Linked DNA regions of Mus musculus: all the other regions are linked to region 2. A link is a contact called in public Hi-C data. All regions are on one chromosome and are shown on one strand. Each heading gives the region's core, a stretch centred on a gene start, on an enhancer-like site or on the middle of the called end of the contact. The rest is flanking DNA. Distances are from core to core; before and after follow the strand shown. Region 1 overlaps Arfgef2 (ADP-ribosylation factor guanine nucleotide-exchange factor 2 (brefeldin A-inhibited)). Region 2 overlaps Prex1 (phosphatidylinositol-3,4,5-trisphosphate-dependent Rac exchange factor 1). Region 3 has its middle 17 kb from the start of Prex1.

Evidence for each region. Hi-C and Micro-C count contacts between places; a contact is called where the count stands out from the background.
Region 1: a contact with region 2 is called in a Hi-C map of bone marrow-derived macrophages, with 25 read pairs. The contact joins two enhancer-like sites. A contact is called at or near these places in 2 of 484 Hi-C or Micro-C datasets (Th1 cells and bone marrow-derived macrophages), 1 of 115 datasets of contacts at active chromatin or transcription factors (double positive thymocytes) and 3 of 9 other capture datasets (adipose tissue, liver and pancreatic islet).
Region 3: a contact with region 2 is called in a Hi-C map of bone marrow-derived macrophages, with 43 read pairs. The contact joins two enhancer-like sites. A contact is called at or near these places in 1 of 15 datasets of contacts at CTCF or cohesin (embryonic stem cells), 8 of 484 Hi-C or Micro-C datasets (the G1E-ER4 cell line, the N1E-115 cell line, astrocytes and 5 more), 7 of 115 datasets of contacts at active chromatin or transcription factors (bone marrow-derived macrophages, double positive thymocytes, embryonic basal ganglia and 4 more) and 4 of 9 other capture datasets (adipose tissue, embryonic stem cells, liver and 1 more).

Annotation. Positions count from the first base shown.
Region 1 is chr2:166,817,738-166,822,243 of GRCm38.p6, forward strand. The region is part of intron 1 of Arfgef2 (ADP-ribosylation factor guanine nucleotide-exchange factor 2 (brefeldin A-inhibited)); the gene reads left to right. Among named protein-coding and RNA genes, the nearest start is that of Arfgef2, 14 kb to the left of the region's middle. Within about 2 kb of position 3,179, at least 53 of the 459 cell types and tissues checked have an H3K27ac peak or open chromatin away from gene starts, as enhancers often do. A contact at or near this core is called in bone marrow-derived macrophages, where this site is marked.
Region 2 is chr2:166,590,000-166,594,556 of GRCm38.p6, forward strand. Prex1 (phosphatidylinositol-3,4,5-trisphosphate-dependent Rac exchange factor 1) reads right to left here. Exons shown (of 40, transcript NM_177782.3): 16 at 3,761-3,903; 17 at 2,797-2,889; 18 at 2,202-2,350; 19 at 435-520. Among named protein-coding and RNA genes, the nearest start is that of Gm29679, 28 kb to the left of the region's middle. Within about 2 kb of position 2,217, at least 18 of the 459 cell types and tissues checked have an H3K27ac peak or open chromatin away from gene starts, as enhancers often do. A contact at or near this core is called in bone marrow-derived macrophages and stem cell-derived neural progenitor cells, where this site is marked.
Region 3 is chr2:166,728,464-166,732,538 of GRCm38.p6, forward strand. No RefSeq gene overlaps it. Among named protein-coding and RNA genes, the nearest start is that of Prex1, 17 kb to the left of the region's middle. Within about 2 kb of position 2,013, at least 136 of the 459 cell types and tissues checked have an H3K27ac peak or open chromatin away from gene starts, as enhancers often do. A contact at or near this core is called in bone marrow-derived macrophages and stem cell-derived neural progenitor cells, where this site is marked.

The DNA.
Region 1 (4,506 bases), core at 1,929-4,428, 230 kb after region 2:
AAATTAGAAGGCAGCAGCAGATTTCCCGGACGGAAAGTTGTAGGTGCCCGTCGTGGGCGCTGGAAACCAAACCCAGAGCTTCTGTAGGAACAGTGTGTGTTCTTGACTGCTGAGCCATCTCGTCAGCTCCTGGCTGATTGCTCTTTTTTGATAAGTTTTGTAGTCTTTCCAAGAGGGGGCTCACCTTGTAGCAACAGCAGCTGAACGTTGTGTTGTGTTGATAATCGTGGGAAACTTTGATCCTTTTAGTGATCTAGTTTCTTGGTGCCTTGCTTCTGAGATGATGATGATACCTGTGGGCCTGCCTTAAGTGAGCTGGTGCCATCAAGAAGGGGCATAGAGTGGAGTCGGTGGTGACTGCTGTTTCTTAGGCCTGTATGGCCGAGGAGCAAGACCTGGCTGCTCACCCTTCTCTGCGTCATGAGTTGGTCTGTGGAGCTGCATCCATGACTCTGTCTGAGCAAATGAATCCAGACCTATCCTTGTCTGTACTTGTCTCAGGAGACTGACAGCAGCATCCAGGCAAACAGCAAGCCTGTTTCTTAACAGAAGAGAAGAGCAGACCTGTGAGAAGGTGTGCTTCCTCACAGGACCACGAGTCCTCTCACAGGCAGCTCAGAGCCAGGTTTCCTTATCACTGTTCTCTGCAGGGACAAGGGACCTACCTGGAGACTGCTGACTGTTTTTCCTGTGGACTATCTTAGAAAATGGTTTGGAGCCTTCCTGCCAGGCTAGTTATGGTTAGGTTTTACAGTTAGTAGGGAGAACAGGCTCTCTGTGGAGGGATGGAAAGGTTGGCTTCCCCTCAGTGCTAGCGTTGTCTGTGCATATCTGCCGATGTTTACCAGTTCTCATTCCGAGGGATGTACTTGGGTGTCACAGCTGGCCTCCTGATGCCAGAGGAGCGAAACAAACAAGGACTGTGCTCTGAGGCAGCCACAGTCACACCCTGTGGCCACACCAGCAGGAAGCCTGCCCTGTAAGAGCACTGGGCACTGATGAGAAATGAGATGCAAGCGATGAATGCAGGCACAGGAGTTGGGGTTGGAGGCAGCTCAGCAGAGAGGCCAGCATTAGCAAAGGCTCTGTGACAGCAGGGTGTGGCTGGGGCTTAGTGTGCTTGCGAGTGAGGTAAGGGAGGGGGGTCAGAGCCCCACAGGGTCATGGTCACAAACAGTGGGGTTGACACTGAAGAGTTTGAAAAAGGTACTGGCACGGTCAGGCTTGGGCCACTGTGCACACATAGGGAGACTAGAGGGGTTGCTTGAGATCAAGTAAGAGGCAGTTAGCATCATGCTGGTGGGGATGGGTAGCTAGGAGTGATGGCGGCACAAGTAACGCTAAGGGGACCTGGGTAAAAGCACAAGAGCTGGAGTGAGTGGTTCATTCAACCAGCTGTCAGTGGGAAGAGGAGCGACCCTATGTGTAGGGAGGGGAGGGCTCATCTGAGCTGGAACTAGATCTGCCTTGGGATGCATTAGTCAGCGTCTCGTTGCTGTGGCGAGTATCTTAGAGGCGTGACTTAGAGGCGTAATCACTGGGACCCTGGTCTCAGTCTGGTCTCACTGTTCTGGCTGTGAGGTGAAGAAGAGCACCAGGGTGGAGGATGTGGTGGGTCAGAGCTGGCCGCCTCACGGCCAGGAGGAGAGAGAGAAGCAGACACCAGGAGCAAGCCATCCTCAGAGGCACATCCCTAAGTGATCTACTCCCTCCAGCCAGGCCCAGCTTTGTGTTCTCGCAGTGTGAACTCACTACGGATTAACCTATTGATAGAGTTAGCGCCCTCCTGAGCTAATCACACCTCAACAACTGGCTCCACCATCTAGGGAACCACATCTTTAAAATGTGGGTCTTGCAGAGGACATCCCATATACAAACCATATCAAGCACCATCCATTACACACATGAAATAGGTAGCGACTGCATAGATAAGCCTCAGCCTCCTAAGAGGCCTGGTCTAGAGACTGGAACGTGTGGGTCAGCGCCTAGTGCGAGAACCTGCATCTCTTTCTGCCTGGGCAGAGGAGGTGGCCTGTGCAGAGGGAGCTAGGGCAGAGACAGATGGGAAGCACGGGGCAGATGCAGAGAAAAATTCTGGGATTGTGGACTTGGTAAGTGGGATGCTGAGGGAGGCTAGTAAGACGGAACATGGAGGGAGGACCAGGAAGGGGGCAATGGCTGAAATGTAAATAAAAAGATGGAGCGTGGAAGCAGGCCTGTCAGGTTAGAGACATGGTCACTGATGGTCTCTTGAGCTGTTTTGGGTGGAGTGCTGCAGGTGGAATCCAGACTGGCGTAGGCAGAAGTGAAAGTAGGAGGAGAGAAACTCGGTGTGGAGAGCAGGCTGTGTCTGGGTGTGCTGTCAGGAGGAGCGGTGTGGCCCATGGAAGGTTTGTCTCTTTCTTGGTTTTGAGGCAGACTTGCTATGTAGTAGTGATTGGCCTGGTACTTGTGGCAGTTGTGCTCCGACCTCCTGAGTGCTGGAATATAGGGGTGTCGCCACGCACACCTTCAGTTTTCTTTCCTTAAGGGAGAAGACACTTGGAATTTTCTAAATGTCATTGAAAGGGGATCCACTTGAGGGAGAGGTTAAATAACACAGGAAAGGAAAAGGAAGATTTACATGGGTGTTCAACACACACTGAGTGCCCGCCCACCCGCTCCTGTCTGTCGACACATTCTAGTGGACAGCACAGGCTGGCTTGCATAGCGGGTCTGCTGGGCTGGGGAAGCAGGCATAAAGGAGCTGACATAGTATGTCAGGGGTGACCAGTCAGTACTGGGAAGAAAGCTGAGAGGAGTAAGCTAGCGGGAAATGGAGTGCAGAGCTGTCCCAGGGGCAGCTAGTGAGGATGCTGAAAAGCACCTCTGAAGTGGTGACATGTGAGCCTGGGACTGAAAGAGCCCTGGGCTATGGTAGGGAGTGACTGTGGACGGGGAGACCAGAGTGGAGCCGTAAGGATTCTGAACTTCGTGCTGTTGGAGAGTTGAGCAGATGAGGGCCATTGGCTCCCCTCAGTGTGAGCCATTTCCCACACTGCCTATCTCCTTGCTGCCTCAAAACAGCTCCCAGAAGGAAGAGTTTGTTTTGGTTTACAGTTTGATGGGACAGTACACTGTGGCGGGAGCTTGAGGCCTTAGTCACATGGCCATGTCAGGAAGCAGAGAGTGGTGGATGCTGGTACTCAGCTTCCTCTCTTCTTATGCCCAGGACTCCAGAAATGGCGCTGCCTACAATTAAAGTGGCTCCTCCTACCTCACCTAGTCTAATGGAGGCAGTCTCACAGGCATGCCCAGAGGCTTGTCTCCTGGGTGACTTTAGAGCCTATCAAATTGACAGTGTTAACTGTCCCTCTGGCTGCTGTGTGGAGAAGAGCTGTGGGGTGGGAGGGAGGAAGGGAGGGAGGGAGGGAGGGAGGGAGGAAGGGAGGAGAGGGTCAGAAGTAGAACAGTCAGGTGGTTAGTGGGCAGTGATGGGAGCCTGTGATGAGAAGAGTGGCTGGTCCTGAGAGCATGAAGTCCCCAGGCAAGCAGTAGGGAGAGGTGGGCATGGGGGATGGTATCTTCTTCCTGCCTCAGAACAAGGGGACCCTAGGGTGGACAGGCTTGCTAACAGGAAGTTGAGAGAGTCTCCCTGTGTTGGCATCTAACTTCTCCAGGACAGGAGGCTGCTATATTATCTGTGAAGGAAGGATATGATGATGCCAGTCAGTGAGAGATACTGAGGAGAGCGATGTATGTTACACATGGTGCAGAAGTACGTAGCCTCTGAGGCTGGTGATGGCAACATCATAGACTCGCCTGTTGTTGGATGTTTGCTTAGGTGGAGACAGTTCACCAGAGGGTGGAATTGTTATCTTAGGATGGGATTTTGCCACAAATTGAGACCAGAGGTCAGAAGTCATGGCTGTTGGATGTCTCTCACTCTGTCAGCAGTCCTGCTGAAGGGCTCCACCTGGAAAATGCAGGAAGAGGCAAGCTGTCAGGTCAGTCCTGGGAGGTCTGGCTGGCCAGTGTAGGATCCTCTGGGAGCATTTGAGTAGGTAGGCTAGCTGGAAAGAGAGGAGATCATGTAGAGAGACTAGAAAGGAACTAGAGGTGCCCCAGTTCCACACAGGGGCAAGATTTGGAATATGACCAGCCACTGTAGGAGGATTTGGGGTGGAGGAGCAGGTGACTGAGGGCCTTGAAGGGGGATAGGGCTGAGTTAGATAGGAGGGACATGTGGCTGTCCTATTGGAAAGATGCTGTGGTCTGAGGGAATTAGCCGGTAATGATTGTTGGGCAGGGTCAGGTGTGAGGATCTTGGTGGCCGTTGATGGGAAGGAGAGGCTGGTGAGTGGGGATGCTGCTTTCGTAGGTAATACAACACCCAGAATCCATCTCTGCAGAAGTCTGTGGCTTTCTAGGTGCAGCTGCCCTAGCCTGGGCCTATCTCCCTCCTTTGTGGCCTGCTCATTTATTGCTGCAGGCTGCCCACTTGGCAACTGTGAGTGCTGTGCTATT
Region 2 (4,557 bases), core at 967-3,466:
ACTCTAGAAATGAAAACAAATGGCCAGCTGACTCCAGCCTAAGATGCACAGGCCTCGAGGACCTTGGCCCATGCAGGTCCCAGTCTCAGGGGCCTCCAACTACCTCTCTGCCCTGCGTCTACAACACAACACTTCACCTCTCTGGGCCTTAATATTCTCATCTGTGAAGTTGGTAAACAGCACATCTCTTCAAAGGACTCTGGAGAGACTCTAGAAGCTTGGGCGTGGGGAATGGCTGTCCTTACTAAGTGCTCAGTAGATGTTAGTCACTTTCTCAGTTCTAGCTGGACTGCCTAAGGCTCTAGCCAAGGTCTCACACAGCTGGACCATGGCCTTGATGCCACTGGGAAGCTATAGTCGCTTGCACTGGGCATGCGGCTCTCCACGCCCACGATGTGGCCCCAAGAGGCTCTGCACACCAGACTCCCGCTCACCTCTGCCCACAGCAAAGACACACGGCGGGGCTGTTCCTCGAATCTGGAAGGACAGGGCCTCTGGGTGGTCAGGGACTTTGATGGTCCTGGCAGGCACAGGGGCAGAGACAGGCCATGAGAAAAAGGAGTGTGGGTCCTCAAGGAGTCCCTTCCCGCCAACACCCTGGGCTTCTTGGAAATCAGCCATGAGAGGAGCAATGATCAACATGGTCAGTCAACCAGGTCCCCAAAGAACCAAAGGCTGTCACCCAAGCAGACAGGGGCTGAGACAGTGGCGGATACCAAGGGGAGGCACAGCTTGGGGGCTGTGGGTGCCAAGGGAAGGTACCAGCCGCAGGGATTGGCAGATATCATTCATTTTGAGCTGCTAGGCAGCTTCTGTCCCCAGCACACAGCATGATCCCTCCTTCCATGTCTACCGGGCAAGCAGAGCCACCCTGAGAGCCTGTCCTCAAAGATTAAACCCTGGTGACTTCCGTCTCCGGCATCGAGTAGCTAAGCCTTTCCTGTCACCTTTTCCTTGAATCTCCTGTCCTTACAGAAACAGAGTCTAAACCAGCGGTTCTCAACCTTGCTAATGCTGGGGGGCCCTTTAATACAGTTCCTTATGAAGCCAGGCGTGATGGTGCACGCCTTTAATCCCAGCACTTGGGAGGCAGAGAGAGGCAGGTGGATTTCTGAGTTCGAGGCCAGCCTGGTCTACAAAGTGAGTTCCAGGACAGCCAGGGCTACACAGAGAAACACTGTCTCAAAAAAAAAAAAAAAAAAAAAAAAAAAATGCAGTTCCTTATGTTCTCGTGACCCCACCAACCATAAAATTATTTTCATAGCTACTTCCTAACTGTAATTTTCCTACTGTTAGGGATCCTAACGTGAATATCTGTGTTTTCAAATGGTCTTAGGCAACCTCTGTGAAAGGATCAGCCAACATTTGCCTCAAGTGCCTGGGAAGCAGGGAACCAAATAATTAACCAATATAAGTACATTTGTGCTGGAGAGATGGCTCAGTGGTTAAGAGCACTGACTGCCCTTCCAGCGGTCCTGCGTTCAATTCCCAGTAACCACACAGTAGTTCACAACCATCTGTAATGGGATCCAATGCCCTCTTCTGGCATGCAGGTATACATGCAGACAGAGTACATATACATAAATAAATAAATAATAAGTAAAATAAAAGTATGCCCACCGCACCTCTGTCCAGATGTGGCCCACCCTGACCCTGCAAGCCAGGCAGCCATAGAAGGCACCTGCTTCCACCTGCAGCCCCAGGGAAGCCTTCCTCTCCAGCGGTCATCCATGGGGACTTGCTCATGTCTCCTCTCTCCAACTCTGCTCTACCCCCTCACTGCCTCCTCCGACCTGCCACCAACAGTGCAACCTCGGGGGCTTTGCAGTGAGTGCTTCATCTTTCTAGAACCCTCGTCCTCCAGAAGTCGTCTCCTAGAGCCATCGCTCCATCCCCAGTGACATCTCTCTGGCCACTGTCTCTCTGCATACACTGGCTTCCTTCTCTAATCTCAGGTATCTGCTGATAACTGCCAACTCGGCACACGCCTCACACCTGCCCAGTGTATATCTGGCCCCGCCCCCTGACTTCGCAAGAATCCATGGAAGGTAGGAACTGTATCCACCTTGACGGGACGGTGTTCCCAAAACTGAGCTGGTCATGCACTTGGGACATCAAATTAGACTAACAAAGGTGGCAGCCCCATGCTGGAGGGCCAGGCCCAGGGAGACCTGCTGAGTCAGCCTGAGGCTCGCACTCACTCTTTGGCCTTGGTGGCCACCAGGAGGCGGAGCGGGCGGCGGGAGCAGAAGAACTGGTTGAGGATGGTCTCCACCTCAGAGAAGGGACGCAGGAACACCAGGTCCTCGTTGATGGAGTAAATCTTCCTCCCAGCCTGCAGGCCAGCCATCTGGAGGGACAAGCACAGGTGTCACTGGCCTCCTCCCTCTTCACCGAGGAAGCTGGAATGTTCTAGAAGCACCAGGAAGCTGGGCTCTGAGCTGTAAATGAAAGCCCAAGGAGGCAAGGGTGGGTGGCAGTTCCCTTGGGAAGAAATGGCCAGCGCCAGCCTGTGTTGTGACGGCACAGAGGTCAGTGTGGTGGCCACTTTGTAACCATGGGAATGTGAACAAGACTGTGGAAGGAGATGCCATAAACTGGGGTTTGGGAGACAGAAGAAACCCTGCAGGGAGCCAGCCATCTGCTTTCCCTGCACGTCTCCAAGAGCCCAGCAGGTGGCGCTAGTGGAACGTGCCAGGAAGGCAGTCTCATTCCCAGCTACCCTGCATCTCAGAGACACGGGGTCACCCCCAGCTCAGGTACCACCCCACCTGAGTGGCCACCGGTGGGTCTCACCTCAGCCAGCGAGCCCCTCTGCACAGACTTCACTACCACAGCCTTGTTCTTCTCCTCAAGGTCGAAGCCATAGTCGTCCTCCTGTGGCGGGATCTGAAAGCCCAAGATGCACTTATGGCAACCAGACGGGAGCGACGACAACACCCTTCTCCCCAAGAACTAGGATCCTGCGGGGGCGGGGGGTGTGTGTGGCAAGTCTACAAGGCCCCTGAGCTGCCCCACTTTTACTGCTGACTGAAGGAAACAGTCTACAGTGTGACTGGGAATGTACTCAGGCTAAAGTAAAAGAAGAGAGCGGGTGGGCAAAGAGCTCTAGGCAGCAGGTACAGGGGGTGGGAAGGCCCAGAGGCAGCCCCAGGGAGAGAGACTAGCCTGGCTCAGACAGTGAGGAAAGCGTTACCCAGGGGACAAAGCTGGAGAGGCAGGAAGAGCTCAGGACAGACGCTGACTCTTATCCAGGTGTGGTGGGTTACACTGGAGGGCTTTAGAGCACCAGAGGGAACTGCCGTCCCCAGGATTACCACAGACCAGAGAGGTTAGAGTGGCTATGGACAGACCTCTTCCGGACAACTCGCCACAAGCCCAGCCTAAGAAGTCAGGCTAGGTGGGCTGGGATGCCAACCTTGCTGACCTGGTTAGTAAATGTCCCAACTGCAGACACTCAAGGCTCCTGGATGCGAGCAGGACACAAACTCCTGAGAGCTATCTATAGTGCTGGAGGAGGTGACTCAGGAGGCACAGTGAAGCAATGGCTGTGGGCTAGATGAAAGGGTAGGAACTCCTGCAGCCCCAGCGTTTCATGAGGAATATAGTCCTGGCTAGCACAGTGACTTGGCTTTTCTGTCCCAAGACTCATGCTCAGAGCTGCATGCCCTGCTCTGGCCACTGTCTGAAGCTGCCCAGCTCCCAGGCCACAGGAGAGGCAGGGAAGAGAGGCAGAACAGCCCTACTGTGAGCCTCCTACCAGCAGTCGCTTTGCCAGGATGTTCTCCACCAGCTTGAAGTCATTGCGAAGCTGTTTGTTCTTGCTGCTGGTCCCCTCCATCTCCTCATCAGCATGGAAGCGGAAGTACTGGGACTCATCCTTGAATTCGCTCTTCTCCAGAACTGCAAGCCGCAGACACACAGTCGTGGTCAGATGGCAGCGGTTCGGCGCCTTGGCCAACCGGCAGCCACAGGCTAGAAGCAGCTCCCGGACAAGCGTGGCTTGGTCGAGAGAGCATTGTAAGGGAGCAGAATTGCAAGCCAGTGTTAACATGTGTGAACTCCACACAACGGCCTTGGCTCTCTGACTCCTTTAAAAACCTGACATGGCTTGGTGGGTTCAGTGCCTGCCATACAAGCAGTAAGGCCTGCGTTTGGATCCACAGTGCCGATATAAATGCCCTGTGAAGCACATGCCTCTAACCCCAGTGCTGGGGAGACAGAGACCAGCACATCTTCAGAGCTTGCTGGCCAGCAATTGACCCAGTTGGGAGGGCTCTGGGTTCAGATAGAGATCCTGTCTCAAAAACCACAGTGGAAAGTGGCTGAGGAAGGTACCCAGTGTCCCCCTCTGGCCTCCACATGAAGGGTGAGTCCAGCCACATGTTACACGCACACGCGCACACACAACAAGAAATCTTTAAAAACAAAAAAGAAGCTGGGCGTGGTGGCACACGCCTTTAATCCCAGCACTTGGGAGGCAGAGGCAGGTGGATTTCTGAGTTTGAGGCCAGCCTGGTCTACAGAGTGAGTTCCAGGACTGCCAGGGTTACACAA
Region 3 (4,075 bases), core at 763-3,262, 140 kb after region 2:
GCCCCTTTGGTGACTTCCAGGATGACCTTGGATGCTGCGGGTGGGAGTAGGGGGTGGAGCCACAGGAGCCTGGTCTGAAAGGATCTCACTATAGTGAGCAAGCCAGTCACCAACCAGTTTAGTGCCTTACCCTGGCTGTAGTGTGGCAGATCGGGTCACCCTCAACCAGGGAACTGTGCTTACAATTCCACTCCCCAGTGCTGGAAGCCCTGCCCCCTGCTCTTTAGATCAGCTTCCCTACCTAGCCTCCTTGTGTCTGTTTCCCTGTGTATCAGTGAAGAAGTGACTTCCGTCCATCCACAGGAGAGCAAGAGAGCCCTCTGTGTGTATAGATTAGGTAACCCACCTGACCAAAGCCTGGCCTACTCAGGAAGCTCTGGAGACAGAGACCGACCAGAGGGTTCTGGCTTTCATGTTGTCTTGTGTGGACACATGACTGGTGAGAAACCCTGCTGAAGCCATTTCCAAGAACAATGCTTCGTACCCATAAAGCCTCGATCTCTTTTATGCTGGATTGGAGGTCACTAACTTCCATGAACAGCAGACAACAGACAATTCTTTTTTCTTTTTTTTTTTCTTTTTCTTTTTTGTCTTTTTGGTTATTTATTTACATTTCGAATGTTATCCCCCTTCCCAGTTTCCCCTCCACGAGCCCCCTATCCCCTCCTCCATCCCCCAGACAATTCTTATTTCATGGCTCTGCAGTCCCTGCTCCACAACTTAGCTCTGTTGTGTCAAGGACGATTGGAAATGAATGAGCATGGCAGGTTTCCAATAAAGCTTTATTCACAAAAACAATGTCCCAGCTGTGGTTGCTAAGTTGTAAGCAGAGCAGAGGGAGGGAGAGAGGGAGGGAGGGAAAGAGGGAGGGAGAGGGAGGGAGAGAGAGAGATCTCCCTCTCTTTAAATCTTTATGGAGACCACCTTTTTCTGGTCTTGGCTCCTAGTAAACTTTTTTTTTTCTTACTTACACAGGGAATAACTACACAGAACCCAACACACTTTAATCCATCATTGAATGAATGAATGAATGAGTGAGTGAGTGAGAGAGAGAGTGAGTGAATGGCTCTCATTTAGAAGTGGTTCCAGTGAACATCCTAGCAGGTAACCTGGGCATAACCAGAACAACAAGTCTCCATGCTCCGTGGAGACTACCCACTCTCCCCCCCCCAATCACCCCCCCAGACATCAACAGAAGGCTTTGCTTTCCAAATCCCCCCACCTAGTGAAGAAGGACAGCCACAGGGGGGCTGAGTTCTCTGAAGCAGACTGCTGCGAGTGATGAATCCATCCCTGACTCCTGGCCTTTTCATTTGTCCCAGCAGAAATGAGAATGAGTCACAGCTCTTGCTGCGAGCATTTTTTTGTTTTTTTTACTACATCCTTGTGTGTGTATATATCTCCTGCCTGTGAACCGGGAGGTCCGGGTGCTGCTGGTGCGGGGCTAATGACTTCAGCTGCAACTACAAAAGCTGTCAAGTCTTGCTAACCAGACTTCCTTCCCTATGCCATCAGCATCCAATAAATAAAGAAGGAGAGGGAGATTTTGTGTCTGGCAGAGGATGTGGGGCTATACAGCGACTCAAGCAGCCATGTTACGCTTTCCTATCCACAATTTCCTTCCCTCCAACGCCTGCCACTGGTCCCCTCCCTCCAGAAAGTCCTTCATTAATCTGATCCTGAAGCCCAGCTCAGAAACTGCTACGACCTGTGAGTCAGCTCTCCCCTCTGTGGACCACACAGTGCCCTGGTGTGTGCTGCTGGAGTTCTCTGCAGACACAATCCAAGCTGACTCCTTTCCGTCAACTCCTCGCTCGCTTCTCTTTGAGGAGCAGCAGGAGAAACGTGAGGTCATTTCCACGTGGCCGTGTTTTCGCTCTCCAGCCTGATGTGGCAGACACAGCTGACTTGGAAATTGTGAAATCAGAAGTCAGATCAGCACTTGGCCTCTGGCTGGCTGTGTGACTTCATGTCTGGGGCCTGTGTTCCTGCGTGTGTAAATGGGGATGGTGATTGTCATGGTAATGGAGCAGATGTCTCCTGGGCATTTACTCCGCTGAGTAAATGCGGCAGGGGTTTCTGTCTACTGCTACATTTGAGCCCCAGCACAGAACCTGGCCTGTTCTGTGCTGAAGGGACCTGCTGACTTTGTGTGTGTCCCCCAAACGCCTTGTGCTGGAATCTTTATCCCTAGGGCCTTGACAACGTCTGTAAGAGGAGGTCGGTTCCAGAAGATCCTGTGCTCATGCAGGCACTGATGATGTTCTTGTGGGAGGGACTTAGACCACAGGCTGGATTTGTCATAAAAGTTCAATGGCCTGTGGTAGCACAGGCCTGTAATCCCAGCACACCCAGGAAGTGAAGGCAGGCGACTCTGGCGTCCAAGGTCATCCTTAGCTGCGTAAGGAGTTCAAAGCTACTTTGTCTCCAAAATACAAATAAACCAACAAATAAAAAAATAAGAGGGATGGAGAGATGGCTCAGGGATGCTGTCTGAGGTCCTGACCCAGGATCCCTGACACCGATGTGAAAAGCCAGGCGTGGCCGTGTACATTTATAACCCTAGAGTTTTGTGAGTGGAGACATGGGGGGGGGGGCCCTAGAGTTTTCTGACCAGCTCACCTGGCTGGACCAGTGAATCCCAAGTTCAAGGAGAGATGCTGTCTCAAAACATAAGGTGGTAGAGCCTGGAGGGATGGCTGTGAGGTTCAGAGCACTTGCTGATCTTGCAGAAGACCTGAGCTTAGTTCCCAGCATCCAAGTCAGGCAGGCCACACCCACCTGCAATGCCACACCCACCTGCAATGCCACACCCACCTGCAATGCCACACCCACCTGCAATGCCACACCCACCTGCAATGCCACACCCACCTGCAATGCCAGCTCCAGGGGATCCATTGCCTTCTTCTGACCTCTCTGGTTTCTACTCACATGTGACAGAAACACACACACAGTGTCTTAGTTAGGGTGTTACTGCTGTGAACAGACACCATGACCAAGGCAACTCTTATAAAGACAACATTTAATTGGGATTGGCTTACAGGTTCAGAGGTTCACTCCATTATTATCAAGATGGAAACATAGCAGCATCCAGGCAGGCATGGTGTAGGAGGAACTGAAAGGTCTACATCTTCATCTGAAAGCTGCTAGCAGAATACTCACTTCCAGGCAGCTAGCAGTAGGGTCCCACACGCACCTACTCCAAAAAGGCCACACCTACTCCAGCAAGGCCACACCTCCTAATAGTGCCACTCCCTGGGCCAGGCATATACAAACCATCACACACAGATAGACAAGGAAATAAGATGGAAGACAATGTTAACCTTAAGCCTCCACATAAACCCACACACAAACACTGACATAAGGCACATACAGCCCTCTCTTGCTCTCCTGCCCTGGGATGGCACAGCAAGGAGGTCCTCTCTAGACACCAGCACCGTCTGTTGCTTATAAATCACTCTGTCTCTATTACTCCATTACAGGAATGGAATACTAACCAGCAGAGTGCTTAACAAGTGTGTGTTGGATAAATGAGTGGACGGTTGCCTCCCACGCCTGCCTGATCTTAAGAAGGCCCATCATCCTCTGGGAAGATACAGTCAAGGTCAACCTTGACTCCTTGGTAGTCCATATGCAGGCGTCTTTCTGCTGAGCGCCTGTAATAGTCTAACATCCTAACGATGAGATGCCAAAAACGCAACTCAAGCCAGGACCAGCAGAGAGAGGCATAGATTGGCCCATCTCAGTGAGCGTCTGGCTTCAGGACCAGGTAGATGTAGGAGTCGAAGTCTGGCTAGGGTTGTTTCATGTGCACGTTACTTAACTCCCCTCCTATTCCATCCCTCCTTTCCCTGGAGGAGAGGGATGACCTCACAGGGGCTGTGAGGTCACTTCTCAGTTCCTCATCAGCCCAAGGGGCCTAGCAGTAGTATGACAGTAAAGGACTCCAAGGGTCCATGACAAGGCAAAACCAAGGCACACATGAATGCTCCTCCAGCCACCCTCCAATCTCATGCCCTGCCAGGAGCACACTACAAAGGGCACCTGGAGCCCCATTGAGCCCTTGTTGTATTCA